3 separate regions of the Mus musculus genome follow, and all the other regions are linked to region 1. A link is a contact called in public Micro-C and promoter capture Hi-C data. All regions are on one chromosome and are shown on one strand. The core of a region is the stretch at or near the end of the contact, and the rest is flanking DNA. Distances in the headings are between cores, read along the strand shown. Region 1 holds the start of Gbx2 (gastrulation brain homeobox 2). Region 2 holds the start of Gpc1 (glypican 1). Region 3 holds the start of Ecel1 (endothelin converting enzyme-like 1).

Region 1 (4,297 bases), core at 964-3,463:
GAACTTTAAGTATGGAATTACTAAAATAGCCAAAGGGATCCTTGTCTCTCCCTGTGGCCAGGCGACAGAAGTCTCTACAATAATTTTTTTTTTTTTTACAGTGAAAGTGCAAAATGGAAGGCAGGAGAGTCAGGTGAATGAGTAACTGCTCACCCAGTCCTCTTGCAGGCAAGCACGAAGGTCCCTGGCTGCGGTTGCGTAAATCAAGGAAGCGGTTATTCTAGAAGTTGAGGAGAGGGGATAACAACAAGGTAGTGGCATTGAAGACTGTCACTGTAGGTATCTCATAATAAGAGGGAGTATTTATTATGCTCATGAAGAAACCAGCCTTTTGCCTTGGGCTTCGATTAACTTCTTTTGTGGGCAAACAGGGACTAGAGCTTGGGTATCCCACAGACACCTCCTTCCCGTGTATCCCAAAGAGAATTAATTTCCCCTCACACTGCCTAAGCCATCTCGAGTTCTGGGCGTGAAGTGAAGGGATGCAACACAGGCAGCGCCCTAATGAATTCCTTTCAAACCGCCTGCTGCCGAAACCATCTATTACTGCGGCCCGGAGAGGGGAAAGGCGTTTGAGATGTCTTTGTCCGGGTGATGGAGGGGAGGGGAGGGGACACTGGTGGGGGAGGAGGACGGCTGGCAGCCGGGCCAGCGAGTTTTCTTCTGGCCAAGAGATGCAAAGGACTCATCGTCCCCTCTTACCTCTCTGGGTGGGCAGTTGCTCTCTGGCAAGATTCTTGGCCCGAGAAGATCTCTAGGATTGAGACGTCCCCGGGGGACCTTGGGGTTAGAGCGGGAGAAAGAGGAAGACCGAGAAAGAAGAGCTTCAAAGAATCGGGTCGATAAATTCATAAAGATCGATTTATCTTTATCTCCCAATTAAATGTGCTTGTGATACATAACACACGTCCAACATGAGCCAACTCCCCAGCCAGAGCTCTTCCGGGTGAACTGATTTTTTAATGACCTATATAACAATGCCCTCCTTTGCTCCTTGGCCTGGTGCTGTCAGCAGTTCCGAAAGGACGTCTAGACCAAGGAATCTGAAGAACAGGCAGGGGGACCCGAGGAAGCCCAACGCGCTTGGCAGGATCTGCCTTCGCCACGAAAGGATCCCATTTTAAAAGGAACACAAGATTTGAAAGTTTGTTTCAACATAAGAAAAGATGACCAGAAATGCCTACTTTCCTTTCGCCGCAATCCCTCCAATCTCCTAACCCCCAAATTCCCGGCTTTTTACCATTGTCGAGAACAGGGGAAATATCTTGAGGGACTCAGCTCCATCCAGCAGTCCGCAAAGGGGAACCGCGTGCCCAGGAGTCCTCGCGCTGCGCAGAGCCAGGGTGAGAGCTCCCTCCGTTGCCAACGTGCTTAATTAGTGCCTATTTACAAAACGCAGCTTTTATTTGAGCAAACATCATAAAGCTTTCATCAGGATAATCTCACGTTATACAATCCAGAGGCGTCGCAACCCCCCCCCCCATTCCTCCCTGAAGATGGAGCAGATAAAAGACTCGCTTTATTATCATAATTATCGTGGCTGTTATTTTGGTGTACGCTGGCAAAGTGGGTAAATAGGTGCGATGATTAAGAATGTCATGAAAAATGAGCAGGGATCGCTCACGGAGGGCCCAACCAGGAATGAGGGAGACCACCGCCGGCCGCCCCGCTGCCACCAGCGGGCCGCAAGCAACCATTCAGCTTCCGTGTCGTGTGAGCAAGGGCTGACAGGCCCAGGCGCACCTCTGGGAGCAGACCTGCAGAGGCAAGACCTTAAACGCTATCCGGAGACCTTGCCCGGACCCTTGGCACAACCAGAGCGCCCCTGGTTAAGGTGAGCATCACACAGGGTTCTGCTGTAGTAAAACACTCCCGGCCCATCGGTGGCGGGTGCCAGTTCCAAGCCGCCTCTCATGAGGCCTCCACAGGGATGCCAGGGACTCTAGGGTCTGAGTCGGGTAGGTAGCAAGGGTCCCTCTTAAGTTTGCTCCGCGCGGTGCAAAGGCTCCAGCTCCCAGGCCAGCACGCTCCAACCGTGGCGCCGGTAGCCCATTTGCGGCCCGCCTGGGTGAAGGGGGCGGAGCCCTAATTTCGCCCCGCCTTCCCCTGAATAGCAAATAGGAGTTGGTGCTCGGTCCCACGTGACACGAGCTCCGCTGGGCAGCTGGCAAAATGTGAATGAGAAAGAGGAGCGCGATTTAAAGGTGCTGGCGGCGCCCGCCAGAGACAAGTGCGCCGGCTTCGCGCGCTCCCCAGCCGCCCGTGGGAGACGACGGACTGCAGGACGGACAGACGGACGGACGCACGCACTGCTGGTAGCTGGGCCGAGACCTGCAGACGCGAAGCGCGCGCGTTCCGACGGGCTAGCAGCCGGGAGCGGTTCCGGCGAACGCGAGGTCCCCGGCGCCCTCTCCATCCCGGGCGCACGGCCTCATCGCGCTCGGTGGCTGCACCCGTGCAGGCCGGGTATGCTGCGGGTCCTGCACTGAGGGGCGGCGGCGGCGTCTGCGCTCTGGGCACCGCTCAGCCCCTGCCCGGAGTTCCCGGTGGTACTCCCAGCGTCCGGAGGGCTTCCAGGCGGCGGCGGGACACGGGGACTTTTCGTCTCTCCCTGGCTTCTCCCGAACGCGTCTATGAGCGCAGCGTTCCCGCCGTCGCTGATGATGATGCAGCGCCCGCTGGGGAGTAGTACCGCCTTCAGCATAGACTCGCTGATCGGCAGCCCGCCGCAGCCCAGTCCCGGCCATTTCGTCTACACCGGCTACCCCATGTTCATGCCCTACCGGCCGGTGGTGCTGCCGCCACCGCCGCCACCGCCTCCCGCGCTGCCCCAGGCAGCGCTGCAGCCCGCTCTGCCGCCCGCGCACCCTCACCACCAGATCCCCAGCCTGCCCACCGGCTTCTGCTCCAGCCTGGCGCAGGGCATGGCGCTCACCTCCACGCTCATGGCCACTCTGCCCGGCGGCTTCTCTGCGTCGCCCCAGCACCAAGAGGCGGCGGCTGCCCGCAAGTTCGCTCCACAGCCACTGCCCGGAGGCGGCAACTTCGACAAAGCCGAGGCGCTCCAAGCGGATGCGGAAGACGGCAAAGCCTTCTTGGCCAAGGAGGGCTCGCTGCTCGCTTTCTCTGCGGCCGAAGCGGTGCAGGCGTCGCTCGGTGAGTCGGCGGCGCGCGCAGCCGGAACGCGGGGACGGGAGGGAGTGGGGGCGGGCCAGCTCCGGGTTCCCGCCGAGACCCGGGGGACGAGGCCGCGCCCCCGCCCGACCTCTGCGGGAATAGCTGGAGGAGTTGCGGTGATGCCCACCGGAGCTTTCCAATGGGGCATTTAACGCCAAGCAACAAGCAGGATCCTGGGGAAAGGAGGCGTTTAGAGCTCTCCTGCTAGCTACTCCAGGCCACACATCTGGTGGCGTGTTTGGCACACACACACACACACACACACACACACACACACACACACACACGCTGTGATTATTGAGGGTCCTTGGTGTGTTGCAACCTTAAAGAGAGGCCTTATTGGGCTGGTTTTTTTCTTTTTTCAGTTGCATATGTACCCAATAGAGTCCAGACTCAAATATCTTCACTGGGTTCTCTGTTCATCCAAGAGAATCAGATTCCTGCGAGACTCTCTCTCTCTCTCTCTCTCTCTCTCTCTCTCTCTCTCTCTCTCTCTCTCTCTGTGTGTGTGTGTGTGTGTGTGTGTGTGTGTACATGCACGCACTAGGAACTCTAGGGTGGAAAACTTCTCCTAAGGAGACACAAATGATATGTCTCAAGAAAGCTGCGGGCTGGCATCGGCCCTACACCACTCACATCTGCTGTGAAATTGAGGCTCACTTAATTTTAGTTGTTCAGATGGTGGTGGGGAGGATCATGAACTCCCCCTTGGTCTTCAAACAGTCCTGGACCCCAGGGAAACAAAGGGGATATTCTCTTGGGCCTCAGGTCCGAGCAGCATCCTGATACTTAAGCTGTTAGAGGCTGGGAGGGTGAGCGGGAGACATGGCAGCCCCTTGAGTGATGGTTCTGGGCAAAGGGCCGTCGCCTCTACTGTCTCCTCCTCTCCTTTGAGCTTTTTCTCACGCTCCCCCCACCCCCTTCCTCAAAGGCCAGGAAATCGCAATGTGTTAATGTGGTAGAAAGACAATCTGCTGGGGGGAGATAGGGGTGAGGTGCCCAAGTGGGAAGGGACTGGGGAAGGCAGTGTTCAAAATGTAATAAAATGCCGTTTGGTTTTGCTTTCAGTCGGGGCTGTCCGAGGGCAAGGGAAAGACGAGTCAAAGGTGGAAGATGACCC
Region 2 (4,297 bases), core at 975-3,474, 2.9 Mb before region 1:
CTGCTGTAATTCTGCAGGGTGCCTACACACCCCAGCTGGATGGGCATCTACGGCTGTCCTCACAGACATCAAAGCCTTTTGCTTGTCTTGTTCCTAATCCCCCACATTCCCCAACTGCAGGGTAGTAAGAACCAGGCTCTCTGGAAGGACCACACCTCTGCTTCTTTATTTTGCCCTCTCACTGCCCTTGTCACTGCCTACATTGCCAGTCCCTGCCTACTCGGGCACAGTAGCTGTGGGTGGGTACAAGCTCAAGAAGGTCTCCAAGAAGGCATTAAGATGGGTGGCATATCCATGCCAAGGTAAGATGTAGGCTGGAAGGCCTCAGGCTGGTATGTGTGCGGAGCAGGGTACGTCTGGCAGGGATAAGAGATACACAAGGATGTCAGGGTATATGTTCCTATTTCTGTGTGTTTGGAGGTGGGTAGAGTGAGCAGGGTACCAACCAAACTATACCTGCTGCTGCCAGGCACCGGGTGACAGTGCCCAGAGAACTGTAGGAGGTGGCTTTGGCAATGGCAGGGCTGTATGTAGAGAGAGGCATAGAAAGGCCTGTTCTGAGGGCATTTGAGAGGGAGATAGTCAAGAGACTCAGGCCACACAATGTGTCTTGTGGGTTCTGTCTCTCCCCAGAAACAGGGTTCTCCATGGCTGGCTATCTACTGCCATTCCCAAGCAAGTTGGGGCCACAGGCCACCCCTCTGGGCAATACTCTTACTTTCCTCATTCAGAGTGCCTACGACACCAGTTGAGTTTGGTCTCTAGTCTGCAAGCCCCCTCAGTTTCAGAAGAATCCCACAGCAGGAATTCCCTGCTCACCAAGGCCCTGGTGTTACACTTATCCAGGAAAGCTCCCCACACATTTAAGAGCAAAGCCTGGGGCTTGGGAGGTCCTTGGGACATTGCATAGGCACTCCAAGCTCATAAAGATTCGGTTCCCAGAGCTCCTGAGGCAGCAGGGAAGGGAAGGGAGGGGAAGGGCTGCTCTCAGCAGCTGCAGGGCCGAGGCCGCCGCCAGGAGGGCCGCTCTTCTTACAAAGAGATGACAAGGCCCCTGGGCGGGATCCAAGACGCCGACCACCTGCAGCTGGGCTCGCAGCTCCAGGCGGCCCGGAGCGCCCGGTCAGACCACGAGTGTGCTAGGATAGGGGCGCTGGCGGGCACAAGTTCCTAGGTAGGAATCCCCTCGAGCCCTGGGGTCCCCTGAATCGCGCAGCGGGCTCACATTTCCTTAGAACCCAGGCTTGAAGTGTAGGATCTCCCCCATAAATCCCACCTAGGCGGCTCCTGCTGTGGATCCGCGTAAATTCCTAAGCAGAACCCTTGACGCCTCTGGGAGAGATCCGCATAGAGAAGTTCCTAGCCCACTGCAACCGGGATATGCGACCCAATAGACCGTCCCAGAGCTACCGCTTGCTTCGCCGCAAGGGCGGCAGGCACGCTGTCCCGGAGCTGGGATTGCTGCCCCGCCAGCACAGTGGGCCAAGCCGGGGACCAAAGACGCCCAGCAACAACCCTAACCCAAAGGGAGCGCAGATTGCTATGGGGAAGGGACTCTAGAGCGTAGTGGCTGGGAACTGGGCAGCAACAGAGCGGATCGGAGCTCGGGGGCGAGGGCCGTGGGGTATAGACCAGTTGAGGAGCAGGAGGCCACTCCAAGTCCAGGCGGCGGGTTCTGGCGCCCGGGGCTAGCTGCGGCGCGGGTAGGGGCCCAGATCAGACCTCCCGAGTGCTAGGGTCCGGTGCCCCCGGACGCAGCGCCCTTACTCACCCGAGATCTCTGCCTGAGGCACATCGCTCAGGCTAAAGCCCTTAGCCCCGTAGATCTGGCGGACTTCGCTGCAGCTCCGGCTCTTGCTGGCGGGGTCCCCGCGGGCGCAGACGACCAGCGCGGCGGCCGCGCACAGCAGCCACCAGCCTCGGGTCCGGAGTTCCATGGCGGGGCCCGAGGCTCCCTGGCCGCCGGTGCGCGCCTCCCTCGGTCCCGGCCGGCCCGCTCAGCCCAGTGTGCGCGAAGGGCAGAGCCAAGGTCCCAGCGCGCGACGCTCGTGGTCCAGAGGCGGTGGCAGTCGAGGAGGCGGAGACAACAAAAGCCGGCTGCGGCTGCGGCGCGGGGAGCTAGGCGCGAGGCGCGAGGTCCGGCCGCTCAGTCGGGCCGCCTAGAGCGCGGCGGGCGAACGCGCAGCCCCGGCTCGGCGCCTCCCCCGCCGCCCGCCCGGCCCCACGGCGGCCGCGGAGAGGGGCAGGGAGGGGCGGGGAGCGCGGGCGGGAAGAGGGGAGCGCCCGGGCGGGGCGGGGCGGGGCGAGGCGGGGCACGATCGGGGCGCACCGGGCGCCCCTTCGCTCTCCGGAGGGAGAGGAGGGAATGTTCTCTCAGCCCAGGCGATGTGCTCCGTTGCCTGGGTGAGATGGGAGGCGGCGGGGAGAGCCTGGAGTGCAAAGGCCGAGTCCGGGGTCCCCTAAGGTGTCCCCCCCAGCCCAGCACCCAGGGCGGCGGCACCACCTGTGGGGGCGGGGGCAGGGCGGGGGGGGGGGGCAGCTGAGGCAGGGCTTCCCTCGCCGGACGTGACATCACGTCCTCCGCTGGCCAATCAGGAGCTTCCCCGCCCCCAGCCGAATTCGGCATCTCTTTGCTCCTTTCCATCCTTCACCTTACCGGCTTGCTCTCTTAGCGCTTCTACTACTCAGTCCTGGTCCGGTCACTTCCCTACTCACCTGCTGCCCCCCACCCCCCAGCAACAACTCCTACATCCATACGCCCTTTCTAGCCGCCCCTGAGCGGCTCCAGTTCTCGTCTGACGTGTTTTGGAGGAGGATGAGGGGGCTGAAAACTGGCCAAAAAAAAAAAAAAAAAAACTAGCCTTCATCAGCTCAGATGACTTCAGTTGATGCAGATTGCCAGCGACTGTTACGGTCCCTCTTCGTGACTATTTAGGTGCTAGAGCAATGGGGCAGAGGCAGGTCTGTAGGCTTGGGTGCAGCGTGGTAGGTGACCTCTGGCAAAAGGAATAGAGCGAGGAGTTAATGTTGGGCAGCTCAACTCCAGGCCAGGTGTGGCAGACCACCAACTGTCACGCAGCTGCAGGGATGATTGTGGGGAGAAGGGACCCTACCTGGGACCTACCTGGGAGCTGGTGATGGTGCTGGGTCTGGAGTTTCTTGCTTAGCTGCTGCCGGGCAGCACTATCCCTCCTGCTGTTCCCTTTATCCTATGAAGAGGCCATCATAGCTGAGGTTAGACTGAATCTAGATACCTAATCTGGGAATGGGAAGAAAGCGAGATGTGGTTTATGGTTGAGAGTCATAGATTACCACTATGTGTCAATAGAGTGCAGCGCTCTTGGATTCAGCTGAATCAGGGCTTTGCAGGTTTGTGGCAAAACCCCCAATCACCCATGCCTCAGGATGTCCTCCCGTCAGGGGTTCTGTCCACCTTAGGGGGTGGGTTTCCTGTCCTAACTCCTAGGAAAGTGATCCAATTAATCTCTGCAGTCATTGCTTGAGAGTAACAATGGAAAACCAATCTATCGGAGCAGATATCCTCACATCCCTCTACTGTAACACTGCTCCTGACTCACGGACCCCTGTCCACTGCATGTCCTGGCCAGGACAGCTTGGATCCCTGTCACTTTTAATAGAGGACTTGCAATGGCCAGGGCTCCTACTTGCTTTCTGTGCTCCCCATGTGTTCTGGCCTCTCAACATGCCATCACCACTGAATGCCTCTTTGTAAGTTGACCAGCCTAGATAGTTCCTTGGGGTAGGCTCAGTGTCTGAGCCATTTCTGGACCCCAAAATGGCAGGTCTTTAGGCTATGGCCTTTGCTATGATGCTGTATAGGTTGGCTGTCTTTTCTAGGGAAATCTTTATCACTGTACCTGCAAAAGAACAGCATAGCACTTTCCCACAGGTCATACTACTGGCAGCCAAGATAGTGCTCCAAAGTGGTGCTCCTCTCCATACTGGAGTCTCCATAATCTTGAGGAACCATGTATGCGAGCAGCCCAGGGGCTGACTAAGGAAGCCTGAGGGGAGCATGTAAGGACTGGCAGGTCCCCAGCAGCCTCCCCTCCCTTCTGGGGTCTCAAACCTGGGATGGAAGCGGCCTTAGTGCTCCCAAGAAGGGGCCCTTAGATGTGTTTGTCATGCCAAGGCCAAGTTTCTCTTCTCACTTTTACTGATCAGGACACTTTACGAAAAGTAGCAGAAAGCTGTCAGAGAGTGTACCTAGTTAGGTGACACCTGAGCTAACTTACCTGCCTCAACCTTGACTGAAAGGAAATAAACCTGAGATTCA
Region 3 (4,297 bases), core at 1,209-3,708, 2.8 Mb after region 1:
GGAAACTGGTTGTGGCCTAGAGACAACTCACAACTGCTAGAAGACCAGGGCACTGGCTGGATGGGAGAGAGGCTGTGGTGTAGCCCAGAGCTGACACATTGCAGGGGCCAGGGTTCTACCCCACACAGTACAGATCTGAGCTGGCACTGACCATAGCTAGGTCTTGGATTGGTGGTCTGGCTTTAGGATATTCCCTCCCTTGTTTAGGGCAAGATACACAGCACCTTGGTGAATGCTCAATAGCCATGAATCCTTGTGAATATTGCTGTCCCAAAGCTATACCAGAGATGGGGCTACAGGCGCTCCTTATCTAGAAGACAAACCCAGTGATGCTCCATCAACACAGTCGTTGGGATATGACTTTGGCTTGTGTGGAGGCAAAGAACTGCTTCCAAATGCTTCTGCCCCTCATACCCCTGTGTGCCTTCTCTGACTGCCGCCTGCCTTCTTTTCCCAAGGTGGGTCTCTAGAACCTCATTTGGGGCTCTTCTGGACTCAGCTAGGAATGGCCCGGTCCTGTCAATCTAATCTTCATCGGATCTGGGAGCACGTAGCAACTGAAGGAGAATCTCTGAGAACCTCAGAGATCGATGGAGCAAGATAGGCAGGAGAGAGAAGGAGTGGTTCTCTGAACCCTTTCTATGGACAGCCTGACCACAGGACATGTCAAGGTGACAAGGGCCTAATGGTCAAAGGACCCAATTCTAAGCTTATTTCAGCACTCAGGGTTCAGTGTGAAGTATAAGGTGTTGAACAGAACAGGCAGCTGGGGAGGCCCAATCCGCCTGGCCAGCCTGGCCGGGAGACAGATGAATGGATCAATGGTAGTTGAGTGTGTGAGTGGTGACCAGAAGAAGAGCTCCAAGGACTGACCCCAGAGGAGAGAAGCAAATAAAGGGACTGAGGACCAGGGTCCCTATCCTCCTGTGGATGCAGAGGAAAGTCCCCGGGGAAGCAGGTTTGCCTCTGTGCCTTGCTGTCGGAGTAGTCGGCTCCTTGAGACAATATCCATTTTTATATTTCTTGGAAATTTCACGGCATTCATTTCGGGGAAAATAAAAGCTGTCATTGCCGGAGAAATGATACCAATCAGGGCCTGAAAAGGCTGGAAAATTATCCTCCAGGAGATGGAATGTTGAGGGGAAAATGCAGATTAAAAGCACAAAGAGCCACTCTGCCACCGCCCTGCCCTCCCCTCCCCCCTCACGGAAACACGGCATTTTTGCGTAATTCCATCGCTCCTCAGTAGAATTAATTGGACCTGAGAAGAATGCATGGGGCAGGAGAGGACCTTAGGATGGTCAGAATGAAAGACAGTCCTGTGAGTGGGACTTAGAAATGGACAGACTGGACAGGCAGGAAAGTGGTAGAGGTGGCCACTAAAGGCTAGTGACTGGGTAGCTGACGATGAAGAACATCCGGAGGGGATGGCGACGGGATGGTGGTCGCTCTCCGCAGTCCCACCTCAACATGGGTTCTATCACATCGGTCTTCACCAATGTCTGAAACATTGCTTAGGCCAGGGCTGCAGGCTGGAGCCACAAGGTTGGGATTGCTGGGGCTGTGTGGTCCTTTGCTGGGGATACCAGAAGAGATGGGTAAGTCGAGGCAGAGAAAGCAGATTCCTGAAACAGTAGCAGTCCTTCAGAAAGCTCCCAGGTCTCTGTCACGTGTGGGCTTCACCTTGTGGGTACAGTGGAGAGGTAAAGATGATTCTGTCTCTTGGAAGGAGCGAGGTCCCCAACATTTAAAAAGCTAGTTCAGCCAACCGGAATGGGTGGAAGACTGGACAAACTCACCCTGTGTAGTCCCGTGAGGGAAGTGGAGCAAGATTCCTCCCTCTCCCCACCCTACCATCCTTTTCTAGGCCTTTCTATGTGGGTCTGGGACTTCCTGCCAATGATGTCAGGAAAACCTAAGGTTGAGGAGGCCACAGCCTCAGCCTCTACTTGCAACCTCCCCAGGAGAGCTAGGTAAAGGGTCTTGTACCAACCAGAACCCAGATGGGGCAAGCAGGAGTTAAAAGGACAAAGAAGTCTTGGTGCTGATGGCGCCTGGCAGAGTGCTGGTCCAGATACAGGCTCTTCACCTGCCCATTGGAGTCCTCCCTGGGCTGAGCTTCTGTGGGCTCGGCCCAGACTTCCCTCTGGCCTCCAGATCTCCAGCTTCAGTCCCTTTACCGCAGACTGGTAGGTGGCTCCAAGTGGCTCATCAGAAGGGACCGTGCTTCCTCCTCCCGGGACAGATCTGGACTCCGGAGTCCTGGAGCCAGAAGCTGGTGCATCACTCTCAGGAGCGTTATCTCCGCGGTCGCCATCCCCACCTCCGCACTGCTGGAGCTGACAGGTAGCCCAGAGGGAAGCAGAGAGAAGGAGGGGTGCAGGGGGCGGGAGAAGGAGGGTGGAGCCGCCGGCGCGCCCCCTCCTTCGGGGCTGGCGGGCGGCGCGGCGCGGCGGCAGAGGCGGCGGGCGCACGAAGAGAGCCGCAGCCAGCCCAGCTCCTCTCCGGCTGAGGCCGGGATTTGCTCCCGACCCCTCCCTCGGTCCTCGCCCGGCCCAGACGCGCACCTGCCGGGTAAGTGTCATTCGGGCCCGCCGCCTCCGAGGACATCATCACAGCCACCTCCGAGGCCACCGCGGCTGCCGAGCCGAGCTTCTCGGCTTTGTCTCTGTCCTCCCGGCTCTGGCTCCAGCTGCGGCTGCGGCTGCGACTCCAGGACTCGGCTCTCAAGCTCCGCTGACTGCGCCGCGCGACGCAAGAGATTGAGCTCAGGGCTGGCGCAGCAAAGGGGGTGAAACTTCTCCCAACTTTGGATTCTGGGGAGAACCTGTTGACGACAGGGATGGCCCGGGGCGTTGATGGGTGGCAAATGATGAAACCAGTCTCTGGTTTTCCATCTGGGCCGTCGGGGTTGGGGAGTCGGGTGGGGGAAAGATGGGGAATGGAGAGGGCTGCTGCTTGGGGAAGGGACTTGTGGGCTTTGGAGCCATTGAAGAGAAACAGCCAGAGGGTGGCTTGAGAGTGGTCCTGCAGACTTCCCCGAGGACGAAGTTTGGGTGTCTGGTCGCTTTTAGTTCGGAGAACTGAAGGAGGCTTCAGGGTCCGCAGAGAGGCGCCCCTGACCACACCTCCTTTCTCCGGCCTCTGCTTCCCCCTCCCCCACCTGGCTTGTCTGGAGAGGATGATGGGCAAGAAAGGCAAAGACAAGGGAAACAGGTTGTCAGTGAAGCCCCCACTTTGTGCCCGGTGCTCTTTGGTTTTGTGTCCGAGCATCCTTACTCTGTGGTGAGCTTGTGGAGACCTGGGTAGGCAGGTTAAAGGCTACTATTCCAGTAAGAGCTGCTGGCAACTGAACCCTTCTTTCTTGGTTGACGGAGTGAAGTGGGATCCTTGGTTGTGGATCACAGGTGGCCTCCATCTTCTTAAACTAACTCCCACCCTTTGTTTTCTGGGTCCCCTCACTTTCCAGGGCCTCTCTGAGCCTGCTAATGTTCCCTTCCTACAGCTGCGACCGAGGGCCATGTGGGCTCCGACCAGAAAGCCCGCAGACAGAAGCAGCCTATAATCGACCAAACAAGGGGTCTGCAGCCAAAGCCTCGGCACAATGGAGGCCCCGTATTCCATGACAGCGCACTACGACGAGTTCCAGGAAGTCAAGTATGTGAGCCGGTGTGGCACCGGGGGCGCTCGAGGGACCTCACTGCCTCCAGGCTTCCCGAGGGGCTCAGGGCGCAGTGCTAGCGGGTCCAGGTCTGGGCTGCCCCGCTGGAATCGACGCGAGGTGTGCCTGCTGTCGGGGTTGGTGTTTGCTGCCGGCCTCTGCGCCATCCTGGCGGCCATGCTGGCGCTCAAATACCTGGGCCCGGGAGCGGCGGGCGGTGGCGGAGCCTGTCCCGAGGGCTGCCCCGAGCGCAAGGCCTTTGCACGCGCCGCCCGCTTTCTGTCTGCCAACCTGGACGCCAGCATCGACCCGTGCCAGGACTTCTACTCGTTCGCGTGCGGAGGCTGGCTGCGGCGCCACGCTATCCCCGACGACAAGCTCACCTACGGCACGATCGCGGCCATCGGAGAGCAGAACGAGGAGCGTCTGCGGCGCCTGCTGGCGAGACCCACCGGAGGCCCCGGCGGCGCTGCGCAGCGCAAGGTGCGCGCCTTCTTCCGCTCGTGCCTCGACATGCGCGAGATCGAGAGGCTCGGGCCGCGGCCCATGCTCGAGGTCATCGAGGACTGCGGCGGCTGGGACCTGGGCGGCGCGGCCGATCGCCCCGGGGCGGCTCGCTGGGACCTCAACCGACTG

The links. Promoter capture Hi-C pulls out the DNA fragments that hold promoters and counts their contacts. A called contact is a pair of places that touch in the nucleus more often than the background predicts.
Region 2: a promoter capture Hi-C map of pre-B cells shows a contact between it and region 1, with 2.9 times the contacts expected there. The contact joins the promoter of Gpc1 here to the promoter of Gbx2 in region 1. A contact is called at or near these places in 2 of 39 promoter capture datasets (liver and pre-B cells).
Region 3: a Micro-C map of embryonic stem cells shows a contact between it and region 1, with 4 times the contacts expected there. The contact joins the promoter of Ecel1 here to the promoter of Gbx2 in region 1. A contact is called at or near these places in 1 of 39 promoter capture datasets (embryonic stem cells) and 1 of 484 Hi-C or Micro-C datasets (embryonic stem cells).

The regions. Positions count from the first base shown.
Region 1 is chr1:89,929,092-89,933,388 of GRCm38.p6, reverse strand. It overlaps Gbx2 (gastrulation brain homeobox 2), which reads left to right and starts at 2,213. Exons shown (of 2, transcript NM_010262.3): 1 at 2,213-3,156; 2 at 4,246-4,297. The coding sequence starts at 2,634. LOC102637806 reads right to left here and starts at 1,314. Exons shown (of 4, transcript XM_030244408.1): 1 at 1,241-1,314; 2 at 703-780; 3 at 154-220. The coding sequence starts at 1,284.
Region 2 is chr1:92,829,572-92,833,868 of GRCm38.p6, reverse strand. It overlaps Gpc1 (glypican 1), which reads right to left and starts at 2,224. Exons shown (of 9, transcript NM_016696.5): 1 at 1,772-2,224. The coding sequence starts at 1,937. It overlaps Gm29481 (a long non-coding RNA gene), which reads left to right. Exons shown (of 3, transcript XR_003947946.1): 1 at 1-1,174.
Region 3 is chr1:87,154,297-87,158,593 of GRCm38.p6, reverse strand. Ecel1 (endothelin converting enzyme-like 1) reads left to right here and starts at 2,458. Exons shown (of 18, transcript NM_001277925.1): 1 at 2,458-2,574; 2 at 3,506-4,297. The coding sequence starts at 3,605. All of the region lies in intron 3 of Gm33292 (a long non-coding RNA gene), which reads right to left.